3 separate regions of the Sus scrofa genome follow, and all the other regions are linked to region 1. The links are chromatin contacts, called in public Hi-C and promoter capture Hi-C maps. All regions are on one chromosome and are shown on one strand. The core of a region is the stretch at or near the end of the contact, and the rest is flanking DNA. Distances in the headings are between cores, read along the strand shown.

Region 1 (3,952 bases), core at 788-3,287:
TTCTCACTGCAGGGAAAAGCCTAGGTTTGTGGGCAGGTGAACGTGCCCTCAGGTTCCCTCCTTGGAACAGGCACCCTCCTCTCGGGGATCTTGCCTGAAGGACGGTCATCTTACCCATTTTATTTATTTATTTATTTTTGCTTTTTAGGGCTGCACCCTCGGCATATGGAAGTTCCCAGGCTAGAGGTCGAATCAGAGCTGCAGTTGCAGGCTTTACACCGCAGCCACAGCAATGCGGGATCCGAGCTGCATCTGCAACCTACACCACCGCTCATGGCAACACCGAATCCTTAACCCACTGAGCGAGGCCAGGGATCCAACCCGCATCCTCATGATTCCTAGTCAGGTTGGTTAACCTCTGAGCCTCAAAGGGAACTCCCAGCTCACCCATTTTAAAGATGGTCAAGCAGAAGTAGAGCCATATGCCTAAGTTATTATGTGCCTGAGCCAGGATCCAAACTCGGCTTGCTTGACATCAAAACCCTGGCCTCTCAAACATTAAAATGCTTGGAAACTTGGCATTTTTTTTTTTTTTTTTGTTCCTTGAGCTGAGGTTGTCTTTCTGAGCCTCCTGCCCCTGAAAGATGGATCCTAAAGTCCTCTCGATGCAGATGGGAACACGGAGGCTCAGAGCCCCATGCAACACATGGAGGAGGTTTGAAAGCTGGGTGTGTGGACTCCTGAGCCCGGTGTCCTGATCTATCACTGAGGTGGGGAGTGGACAGCAAAGCCTCCAAACGCAGAGTGAGAGGGGGCTGGCTCTGTGGGAGCAAGGAGTCCCCTTTCCTCCAGGTTGATGACCAGCGACTCACTGGTCACACACCTTCCACGTTCATTCTTCACAGGGAGCAGCGGACCCTAGAGGCCAGACCCTAACACCCCAGGCGTCTTGTTGCCCCCTGCGGGGGAACTTTCTCCCGCATCACACTCAAGGAGTCTCCATGGCCTTTCAGGATTGGACTTCCCCCAACCCTGGGTCCCCAGGGACCCTCCCTTCCCTCCCTCTCCCCCCAGGACGTCGTAGGGCAGGCTGCAGGTGTAGCGTCCCTGGGACCCGCTGGACTCCCTCCGCAGGGCCTGCGGGCGGGGCCCCGGCGTGACGTCAGGGCCCTGGGCCAATGAGGCCGCATGGCCCCAGGGCTCTATTGCGCAACAAAGAGAACCCAGAACTTGAAAGGATTCCCGGGCTCGGGCTGCCGCCCCCAGGCTGCTCTCCGCCCGCGCTGCTGCCCGTGCGTCCTGCAAGGGCCTGCTCGGCCGCCGCCCAGGGCGGAGCTCGCGGCCCGGAGCCTCGACATCTCCGCCACGCCCCCCGCCCGCCACGCCCGCCCCCCAGCCCCGCGGTCCCTGCTGCTCGGCCCTCGGATCCCCCGCCCGACCCCGGCGCGCGCTCCGGCCCCAGCGGGGCCCCCCGGCCCTGCCCAGCCCCGAGGGCGCGTCCGAGCCACAGCCTGGAGCCGACGCTGACCGGACTGCGGTCCCCGGACGCTCCCCCGGGTTTCGCGGGGCAAGGATGGGCCCCCGACCCCCAGACCCGGCAGCCCCGCCTCCAGCAAGCAAGCCCCCCGCTCGGGGGCGGCGCTGCCAGGCCCAGAAGAAGGGGTGGCTCTCGGGAAGTTACCCCGAGGTCCCTAAGTTGGGGAGGGGTGCGCAGCTTGAAGCGGTGTCCGCGACCATCCGACCGACCCCGTGACCGACAGACCGCGGACAGCCCCTCCCCGGCCGGAGTCCTCTCTCGGGTCCCCTGCCCGGGGTCCTCCCGCCCAGCCAACCCCCGGACCACGGCGGCGGCGCTCACCCGGCTTTCGGGCGCCCGGGGCTCCAGCTCGCTGCTCCTGCCTCCGGCTCCGGCTGCAGCTCCCGCGCCCCCGGGCCGAGCGCGGGCCGCCGGGGGCCGCGGGGATGGCCGGCGGCGGAGCGGCCCGCGGGCCGGGGCATCCTGGCGGCGGCCGCCCGTGGCCGGCGCGTTCCGCTGCGCTCGGCTCGGCCCCGCCGCCCCTCTGCCCCTCCCTCCCCTCGCGCCGCCGCCGCCGCCGTGCTCCGCTCCCGCCGCTCTGCTGGCTGCGCCCGGGCGGCCGGGGGCGGGGGGCGGAGCAGGGCGCATGCCTCCGCGGGGCCTCCGCACCGCCCCTCGGACCGCCCCGCCCCCGCCCCTCGGAGGCGCGGCCGGGCGCGTCGGTGTGTCTGTCCGCGCGTCTGTCGGTCGCTGTCTTTCTCGCGCTGGCGGAGGCGCGCCCTCCGCACCCGCGCCGCCTAGCCGAAGCCCCCTGGGACGGCGGCGCCTCCCGCGGCTCCGGGACCGCGCTTCGGCCTCTCGCTGCCGTCTTGGGTCCGTCCACACTCCCGATGCCAGGGGAAGACCTAGGCCAAGGGGGCCTGGGGCTGGAATGGACGGTGGGAACCTAGGGCCGGGGCTGGGGGCCTCAGGGAGGCTTTCCCGAAGGAAGCCACCTCCGAGGTGAACCATAGAGGCGGGGCGTGGAGAGGACGAGGGGGGCCTGGGAATTGGGGTGGGATGGGGAGGGGGCGCAGCAGGGAGAGGTGAGGATGGGCCCCCCGAGGTTAAACCGCCCCTCGGCCTGAGGGCTTCAGCCCTCGAATCAAGTGAATGCACCCCTGGGCTGCGGGGTGGTTGCCTCTCCTGCCATGGGCTCAAATGTCCTCTGTGAAGCTGAGACCACAACCACGCAGCTGGGAGGGGCTGGGACCTGCACCCTGGAGCCCCTGACCCTCTCCCCTCTCTCAGGAGCTCCCCCTGCACTTCGCACTCCTAGTGGGGTCACAGGCTGTCACCTATAGGCTAGATGGGGAAACCTATTATTAGTCCTCTTGATGGGGGTTTCTGGGGGCCCAGGTCACAAGAGAGAGTGGCCTCTGGCATCTTGGCCTCCCATCCAGCCAGAGGATCCAGTCTGTCTGTTCTAGGAAGCCAGTGACCACACACACCCTGGACAAAAGGCCTCTGGAGTCACTTGTCACTGTCCTGCCACGCATCTGGGCAGCATCCATGAGTGGGCGGCCCTGTGTCTGGAGGAAGGCGGCCACCTGCCCAGAACTAGAGTCAACCAAATGCAGCCAGTGCTGCCTGTGCTGCTGGAGAGCCTAGCTCCTGCGCCTGCCTGACTGTCTCCACACCCAGAAACAGCTGGGGAATCAGAAGCAGCTTTTAGGGCACCTAGAGTGAGCCATAGGGTCAGTTTTTTGGTTTTTGTTCGTTTTGCCATGCCTGTGGCATGCAAAAGTTTCCCAGCCAGGAATCCAACCAGCGCCATAGCAGCGATCCAAGCCACAGCAGTGGCAATGCCAGGTCCTTAACCCACTGAGCCATCAGGGAACTCCTAGGGTCATGAGACAAAAGTAAAGGTATTTGTATAAAAGGCTGCACAAGGAAGCAGGGCTGGTGAATATGGAGCCCCAGGCCATGCACTCCCTGTATGTGGCTTCTGGGTGGTCAGGGTCCCTAGTGAGCCAGCTCCCTGCCCATGTGGCCCTGGTTATAAGTAGGCCACCAGTGGTAGGAGACTGAGGGAGGGCAGCTGGTAGTCAAACGTGGCATTTCTAAGGCAAACAAGCAAGGCAGCTATCCAGAGCCTTGGGCCGGGCTGCTGCCCAGCTGGCAGAGGGCCTGTGGCCCCAAGCGCATCTCCAGCAGCCCAGCTCACCACTGCCGCCTATACTAGTGCCCTGCCCCTGGCTCCGCTGGCTCTGGGGGCAGGTGGGAGGTGAGTGTCCGATGGCTGCCTTGAACTGCAGGGCTCGGGCACTTTGGGGGCTGCGTGGCTGACTCTGGGTTCTCAGACCAAGGTTTGGCTGGGCTGTCTGCTCGCCCAGCAGGGCAGGCCGCCTCATCCCTCCCTGCCCAGGACACCGCCCAGCGCCTTCAGAAAGTTGGCACAGGGCATGGTTGGAGCTGGGAGGCTGAGGCAGCCTCCAGGGGACCAAGGGGCAGGCG
Region 2 (3,952 bases), core at 404-2,903, 100 kb after region 1:
CAGCCGCCCCTCCCGCTCCTGTGGCTGGATGACCTTATGGAGGCAGTGCGTCTCCCAGGACCTGTCTCCTCTTCCACAGCAAGAGTGGTGAGATTCCTGCCATCCTCCCTCCCCAGGGATGCTGGGCAAACCGAGCAACATGAGAGATGTTAAAACCCTTTGCAAAGATGAACTCCAAGTTCACCTGGCCAATACGCAGCAGAGACGGATCTTAGGCCTAGACTCCAGGCCCTTCTGTCTCCCAGGATCAGCCACTTCTATTATTTTTGCCCCTGGAACTTGGAGTGGGTGGGGCCAAGACAGCCAATAACAAATCAGTGGTGAAAGACCCCCCCCTCCCCAGAGAATTCCTCTCCCTAGAAAGATCAAAACTGCCCTTGAGGTCAGGATTCAGGGCACCCCCTTGATACCATAGTGTATGCCCAGCCTTTGCCTCTTCTAAAGAGATGCCGGCATTCACAGGAAACTAATCTGGCTTGGACCCAAGGTCAGTGTGATGCCCAATCTCCAAATCTGAAGGACTGGCCCTCAAACAGGAAGCCGCTGTCACTCTCCGCCGAGGCATCAAGCAGCACAGGCCCCGTGGCAGGCCCCAGCCACCATTCGGCCTTCCTAGCTTCCTCGCCCCTCCTTAGCTCAAATGCCACCGTGCCTGCTTCCACTCGGTCCCAGGGAATGGAGAGTAACCTTGAGGCTGCCCTCCCGCTCCTGTCGGAAATGAGCCGGCTCGCGATCTCCCGCGCGTCCTCCAGGCCCTCGATCTGCCGGTGCCGGTGGAGAAAGGCAGGGCTGGTCCCCCAACAAGAACAAGCCTTTGCCCCCATTGTGTAAGATGCTTCCGGGCTCAACGACCATCCTCCCCTCCTAGCAGTGCAGTGTTACAGAGGAAGGGCATTTCCTGTTCTTGCTGTTAACAGCCTGCTCCCCCCGCCCCGCCCCAAACCGTGGCAGCGGACAGGAGGGACTGCATATCTGCAGCCCCCGCCCACTCGGGCGCCCACCGATGGGCTCCGGCCGCCGCCCAGCCAGCGGGTTACTTGCGCCGCACAGGTCGGGATATCCGGTTGGCTTTGCACCACCGCCCGGATCACGACCTCGAATTAGGGGGCTCACTGGGACCTGGGCTGGGGCTTCGGCGCGTTCGGGCACCGGGCGGGGCAGGGCTGGGCTGGGCTGGGCAGAGGGGGGATGCGCTCCGACCCCCGCCCAGGGGAAGGGCTCCGCACCGCTTCCTCATGCAAACGGCCTGCGTGACCGGAGATGCGCCGGAGGCCGGCAGAGAGACGCGGTGAGGCTGCCGGCTCTGCGGCGCCGGAGGCGCATCCCAGCCGCGGCGGGCGGGCGGAGTCCGGAGGTAACCGGCCCGGCGGGGGCGGGGACTGAGGAGGGGAGGGCGCACAGGGTCGGCCAGGCCCGGGCGGCGACTCGGAATCCTGGCCGCCTGCCGCCGCACGCCACGCTTACCGGCAGATCTGGATGGCGGACGGGGTATCCGCGGTGGGGCCCGACATGCTGGCTGCGGCGGCGGCGGCGGCGGCAGCGGCAGCAGCGGAGGCGGGCGGCCGAGGGAGAACGCAGGTGTCTGGCAGGCCCGGGGCGAAATGAATGAGCCCGGGTGGCGCCATGGAGGGGGAGGGGAGAGGCGGGGCCATGGTGCCAGGGAGGCGGGGCCTGCGCGCCGACCGCGAATCGAACACAGACTCCTGCGAAGGCCCGCCCCGCGCGCTCGCCTCCGCCCCGCCCCCCGGCCCGCGTCGGCTCCCTGGGCGTCCGGTTCTGGCGGCGGCTGTGGGGCCGCGGCGGGGCGCCGCTTCCAGAAGGTTCGGCGGCCGTTGAGAGGCACGGGCGCGGGGCTGGGCAGCCACCAGGGTCAGCCTCGCCCTGCGCGTGTTTGTTCGCGTCGTTACCCCATCCGCGGGCCTGGGGCGCGCCCAGGAGGCGACGAGGCCGCACCTGAGACCCAGATGCCTGCGTGGGCGGAGAGGCCTGCGGGAGGCGGTGGCCTGGTCGCGCTTTCTCAGATCAACTTCGAGAGGAAACTGGAGGCGGTTTTCTCGTAAAGGAGCCTTCCTGGCCAGGCTAGGGTGCGCAAAACGGGGAGCAAGAAGCCGTCAGGCCTCTGCTGCCCCAGCCTGCAATTGCAAAGCACCTCTGGGTTATTCCAAGGAGACTTTTCTAGAGCGCTGAGCATTGTCCTGGGAGTGCCTGACCTGCAGTGAAGAGCCCCAAAGATGCTAATAGGTTCTTTTGCATACTGTATCCCCTGCAAGGGAGTCCAGGCCAAGTTGAGGTCACAAAATCCGCCCAAAAAAGAGGGGGAAGGTGAACACATCTTTGTGTCGTAATTTCAGAGCGCTTTTACTCGATAAAACTACATATGACTTTTCCCCAATGTTTTGCAATGAACATAAATTGCTTCTATAGTCAGATTTTTGAAAATCAAAACCCACATAACTCAAGTTCTCCAGTGCAATTTGAAGACCTATTTATACGAAACTAAATAGTTCCTCCTGGTCACACCTGTATTACCAGACCATAGCAGCAGCCCACCACTTATCTATAAGCCTCAGGACCAGAGGGAGCAAACCGGGTCATGTCTATCATTTCAAGATTATTAAACTAAAAATGTCATTTTCTAGCACGAATTAAGTCGCTGCAGGTGTCTAGGGTCAGCAAGCCTGCGTAACCACCACTCAGCATGGGTCCTAGACTGGGGAATGGGCTGATTGGGTCAGAATTAACAGCCAGATCCCTGCCAGAGAGGGGCAGACAAGTTCCTGCTGGGGCGCAATGGGGTGGGCGCTGTCTCTGCAGCACCAGGACACAGGCTTGGCACAGCAGGTTAAAGGTTCTAGCATTGCTGCCGGTGTGATGTTGGCTGAAACTGGCTCGGATCTGATCGCTGGTGTGGGAACTCCATGTGCTGCAAAGTGGCCAAAAACACAAAACAAAAGTGATCTGGCGCAACATCTGTATCTTTTTCTTTTTTGTGTCTTTTCTAGGGCCACACCCGAGGCATATGGAGGTTCCCAGACGAAGGGTCTAATCGGAGCTGTAGCCGCCGACCTATGCCAGAGCCACAGCAATGTAGGATCTGAGCCACGTCTGCAGCCTACACCACAGATCACAGCAATGCCGGATCTCTAACCCTCTCATCGAACCCGCAACCTCATGGTTCCTAGTCAGATTCGTTAACCACTGAGCCACAATGGGAATTCTTTTTTTTTTTTTTTTTTTTTTTTTTGGCCTTTTAGAGCCACACCCATAGCATCTGGATGTTCCCAGGCTAGGAGTGTAATCAGAGCTATAGCTTCAGGCCTACACCACAGCATCAGGGGATCCAAGCTGCGTCTGCAACCTACAGCACAGCTCACAGGGACGCCAGATCACTGACCCACTGAGCAAGGCCGGGAATCAAACCCCCATCCTCATGGATACTAGTCGGATTGTTTCCGCTTCACCACGACGGGAACTCTAACATCTGTATCTTTGGGAAAGGCTGTGGCTACCCACTGGCCCAAGACAGCATCTGTCAAAACACTCCATGTGACAGCTTCTCTGGGGGCGAAGATAACGAGGTAAGATAACAGCTCAACAAAGATATTATTGTGTCCCGGATCCTGTAGAGAGAAAACAGTACCCCAGGATGAACCACTTGTGTATGATTGAGGATTGCTTATGATGTGGCCCTGTTTTCAGGGAAAACAATGGGGGACCCAGTCTCTTAGCAAAAACATCCTGAGTTATTTTTGCTATAGTGCTGATGGCTTTACACTGATCTTTCAGAGTCTCTCATTTTCCCATTTTAGCTTTTTTTTCCCTGCTTTCTTCTCAGGCCGCTGGGCCATTTCTATCCCTCTCTTTGAGCAAAATGTCTCAAAAGAGCTGTTGAGGAGTTCTCTTGTGGTGCAGCAGGTTAAAGATCCGACATTGTCACTGCAGTGGCCTGGGT
Region 3 (3,952 bases), core at 848-3,347, 73 kb after region 1:
AGCCATGCGGGTACCAAACAGCACCTCCCCCAAGAAGCGCCCTCTGCCACGCTCCCAAAAGCAGCCCACATCGCACTGCCTGCTGGGCACAGGTGCCTGGAAAACCATGGGCCTGGGCTCCTGAGGGGCCACAGGACTTCAAGCCACGACAGCAGCTTCAGAAGCAAAGCCAGACTCAGCTGGATTAGGATCTGGTGTTGTCGCTGCTTGGGTCGCTGCTGTGACGTGGGTTCCATCCCTGGCCTGGGAACTGCTGCAGACTACAGGTACGGCAAGGAGAAGGAGAGGGAAACGAAGAGGAAAGGGGAGGAAGAGAAGCAGCAGCAGAGCCAGAAAGAACAGGTCTGAGCGCCCTGGGCTCAAATCTCGGCACTGCCGCTTACTAGCTTTGGGGCTCGTCTCTTTCCAAAGCAGACAATAAAGGGTACCAGTGACCATTGCCAGGATTCCAGCGGATGATGTGTGGCGAGGAGGGCGTGAACTGCCCCTTTCTCACAGAAAAGTAGGGATCAGAGTCCAGAAGGGTTAACCCTGCTACTCTTGTCATTTGGGCTGCACCTGCCCCACAGCCAACAGGGCCCCCTCGGCTGCTGCCAGCTCCGAGGATGCAGCTCTGTGACTTTTGGGAAGCCCTGTGGCTTTTCTTGGCCTGTTTCTACACCTGCAGAGGGGGGTTAAGAAGACTCCCCAGGTAAGGAATGTCCAGCTTGCAGCATAGCACTGGTGCTCCACGAGGGTGTGTCACACAGAAGCCCTCAGGACACTTCCAGACGCAGAGCCAACAGGAGTGCCAAGTGTCCAGCGGGAAATCGATGGGCCAAAGTCCCTGCTCTGGTGGGGCTGACACTCTAGTGGGGCAGGTGGCCCAAAGTTAAACGAGCAAAGCACAGTGCCAGGAGCCACAGAGCAATGGGGGAGGAGCTGGGAGCAGTGAGGGAGCCGGCCAGCGGGGAAGGCCACAGCGGAGATCGTATTTACACAGAGACTGGAAGGACGGGGGAGCCAAGCGGGTCTCTGGGGGACAAGCAGCCCAGGCAGGGGAGGGGCCAGTGCAAAGGCCCTGGGGCAGGAATGCCGGCATGGCCCGAGGGCGTGCTGAGGGCACAGAGGGACAGGTCTCTCTGGCGGCTGATGGAGCGCAGGCGAGGGGCAGGAGGAGCAGAGGCCACTGTTAGGAGGCTGTTTCAGGAGGGAAGTGACGGTGGCTCAGCCCAGATGCCGGGGGAGCTGGTGCACAGCGCTCAGACCTGGAACCATCCAGGAGGCGAAGCCAACAGGACTGGATGCCAGTGTCCACGGGTGTGAGGAAGGCAGTCAACAGAGGCTGCAGGTGTTAACCTGAGGAAACCACAGGCTGCAGAGGTCACTTACTGAGCAGAAGTCACCTAGGAGCAGGTCCTGAGTGTTCTCGGCTCGTCCAGGTCAAAGACCCAGGTGGAGCTGGCTGGACACAGAACCTCGGGGCTACCTCATGGTACTAAAGCTGGCTGGGTGGAACCACCAGGGGACTGTGGGTGGCAGTGCCCTGGTCCGCCCAGAGCCCCAGAGGCCAGCATCAGCCCCCTGGAGCTGCTGGGGGCGGGGGGGTCACACCCTCTTCCTGAGCCTGGGATCCCAGATTGTCTCCTGGGACCACCAGCCCAGAGCCAGCCTCGCACACCTGTGCCCGAGGCTCACTCTGGGGCAGGAACAGGACGAACGGGGCTCAGAGCAAAGGTTCAAGACCCAGTGCAACCACGTGCCTCCCACCTGGCTTGGGGCAAGCAGTCAACCTCTTAGCTCAGTCTCCTCACTTGTGCCGTGGGGATATTAAAAATAATCACCTCTATGATCCCAGGGGTGTCGTGAGGATGACACAAGCTAGGCGCTTTGCCACATGCTGGCGGTCACCGAGGGCTCTGCCAACCACTTGGCCCAGGCCCTCCTCCTCACGCTCCAGTCCGGGGGCTTTTCCTTCGCAACGTCCAGCTCCAGCTCGCTGCCAGGCCCGGCTGGGACCCTCACTCTCTCCAGGAGGGTCTACCAGGCCATGGGCTCCCGCCTCAGCCTGGCCCCTCAGGGCCACCAGAGGGCGCTCTCTGACCCAGCCCAGGCTCCGCCCCAGAGCCTTAGGGCACCCGCAGCAGACAGGAAAGGCCCTCCTCCACGGCGAGGGCCCAGCCCAAGCCCCACACACCTCACACTCACCCCAGCTGCGTTCACCTACACATGCAATGCTGCACACTCACGCGCAGACTACACCAGCACACAAGCATCCTTCTCTGGGCCTGGAAGGCAGGGACTTGGCAAGTGGCTAGCTGAGGCCCACAGGTACCTAGAGGCCTGGGGCTGCCCAGGGAGCTGCTTCTAAACTGGCATCAAGCTGGCAGCTGCAGTACAGACCCCTGCCCCAGCACCCACGGGCAGGTGGCCTTCAGAGAGAACGTCCACTCCCGTAGGGCTGGGGGCAGGGATGAGCAACGCAGATGCCCTGAAGCCCTAAAACCACAAGCCTGGCCCTGTCTGGACAATGGGTGGAGAGCGGGCACCCTCGCAGGTGCCTGTGCAGACCTGCCAGGCCCACAGCCCAGAGGCCACCAAGGGGAGAGCCCCAGACTTGCCCACGGACCCTGGGCCCAGGCAGTCTGACACCAGGGTGAGCTGCCACCCACACAGGATCTGGGGGTGGGCCCATGGGAATCAGGAAGCTAAGACTATTTCCAAACACAGGGGAGGGCTGAAAAGGTGGCTCTGGGGAGTTCCCATCATAACTCAGTGGTAACGAACCCGCCTAGTTTCCGTGAGGATGTGGGTTCCACCCCTGGCCTTGCTCAGTGGGTTAAGGATCCGGCGCTGCCGTGAGCTGTGGTATAGGTCACAGACGCAGCTTGGATCCCACGTTGCTGTGGCTGCGGTGCAGGCCGGCAGCTACAGCTCCGATTCGATCCCGAGCCTGGGAACTTCCATAGGCCACGGGGGCGGCCCTGAAAAGAAAAAAAGAAAAAGAAAAAGGAAAAGGTAGCTCTGGTAGCTGGCTCTCAGCTTGTTTTCTTTCCTTTTTTTAAATCTCAGCTCATTTTCTGTAAGCCCCCACCCCTCCTTGCTGAGCCCCAAACCAAGCGCCAATCCAAGGCATCTCCCATCCAGGGCCAGAGCTTCTGGAAGCCCCCAGGCCTGGGGTCCAGGGAGGGGAAGGCTCTGGGCCTGGGCTCCATCCAAATCCCTTTCCTGGGAGTTCCCTGGTGGCTCAGTGATTAAGGATCGGGCGTGGTCACTGCTATGGCTCTGGTAGCAGCTATGGTGTGGGTTCGAGCCCTGGCCTGGGAACTTCTGCAAGCCGTGTTCACAGCCAGACAACAACAACAACAATGAACCTCCTTTCCTGACCCGACAGAGGCGAGAGGCCACAGAGGGAATGGAGCCCAGAACCTTCCCCGTGGCCCGGCGCTCACCCCGTCCTGACTGTTGCAGTGCCGGGTGCTGATGATGGCTCCAGCCTCCTCTATCATCTTCAGGATGGTTCCTCCGTGCACATTGCCAGCCACGTTAGCGTCGTCGGGCCGCATGATCCTGGAGGGAGGAGAGAGAGGCAGAGGCTGAGCCCTGGCGGGACCGCGGGACCAGCAGCCCTCAGGGGAGGGAAGGTCCCCCAAAGGGCCTGGTGACTCCCAAAGAAGGATGGGCTTCCCGCAGGTTTGCTCGTGGGGAGCCAAGCTGACAGCCATATGGGGCTTCAGGGTCATGTTTCCACAGGAGAGAGGAGGGCCGAGGGGGACCTTCCCGGCCTGGCACCCAGCCCACCGTGTGAGAAGCACCTCCATCCTCAGCCAGGAGGGCCGTGAGCAGTGGGCAGCGTGCTGTGGTGTCTGCAGTGTGCCTGCCTCCCTGGCTCCCGGGACCACCAGTGACCAGCAGGGCTGAATGAGCACAGGGACACAGGCCACAAGCCCTTGGAAAATGGACAAATTCCCAG

Evidence for each region. Promoter capture Hi-C pulls out the DNA fragments that hold promoters and counts their contacts. Hi-C and Micro-C count contacts between places; a contact is called where the count stands out from the background.
Region 2: a contact with region 1 is called in a promoter capture Hi-C map of liver, with 4 times the contacts expected there. The contact joins the promoter of ACOT7 here to the promoter of GPR153 in region 1. A contact is called at or near these places in 2 of 5 promoter capture datasets (both in liver) and 21 of 47 Hi-C or Micro-C datasets (alveolar macrophages, blood, embryonic fibroblasts and 11 more).
Region 3: a Hi-C map of adipose tissue shows a contact between it and region 1, with 2.6 times the contacts expected there. The contact joins the enhancer-like site here to the promoter of GPR153 in region 1. A contact is called at or near these places in 1 of 5 promoter capture datasets (liver), 27 of 47 Hi-C or Micro-C datasets (adipose tissue, alveolar macrophages, blood and 14 more) and 1 of 2 datasets of contacts at active chromatin or transcription factors (skeletal muscle).

Annotation. Positions count from the first base shown.
Region 1 is chr6:67,147,282-67,151,233 of Sscrofa11.1, forward strand. GPR153 (probable G-protein coupled receptor 153) reads right to left here and starts at 2,038. Exons shown (of 7, transcript XM_021095249.1): 1 at 1,799-2,038.
Region 2 is chr6:67,252,444-67,256,395 of Sscrofa11.1, forward strand. ACOT7 (cytosolic acyl coenzyme A thioester hydrolase) reads right to left here and starts at 1,654. Exons shown (of 9, transcript XM_003127525.6): 1 at 1,465-1,654. The coding sequence starts at 1,652.
Region 3 is chr6:67,220,349-67,224,300 of Sscrofa11.1, forward strand. It overlaps ACOT7 (cytosolic acyl coenzyme A thioester hydrolase), which reads right to left. Exons shown (of 9, transcript XM_003127525.6): 2 at 3,432-3,549. Among named protein-coding and RNA genes, the nearest start is that of ACOT7, 32 kb to the right of the region's middle. Within about 2 kb of position 2,098, at least 16 of the 83 cell types and tissues checked have an H3K27ac peak or open chromatin away from gene starts, as enhancers often do. A contact at or near this core is called in adipose tissue, alveolar macrophages, liver and 1 more, where this site is marked.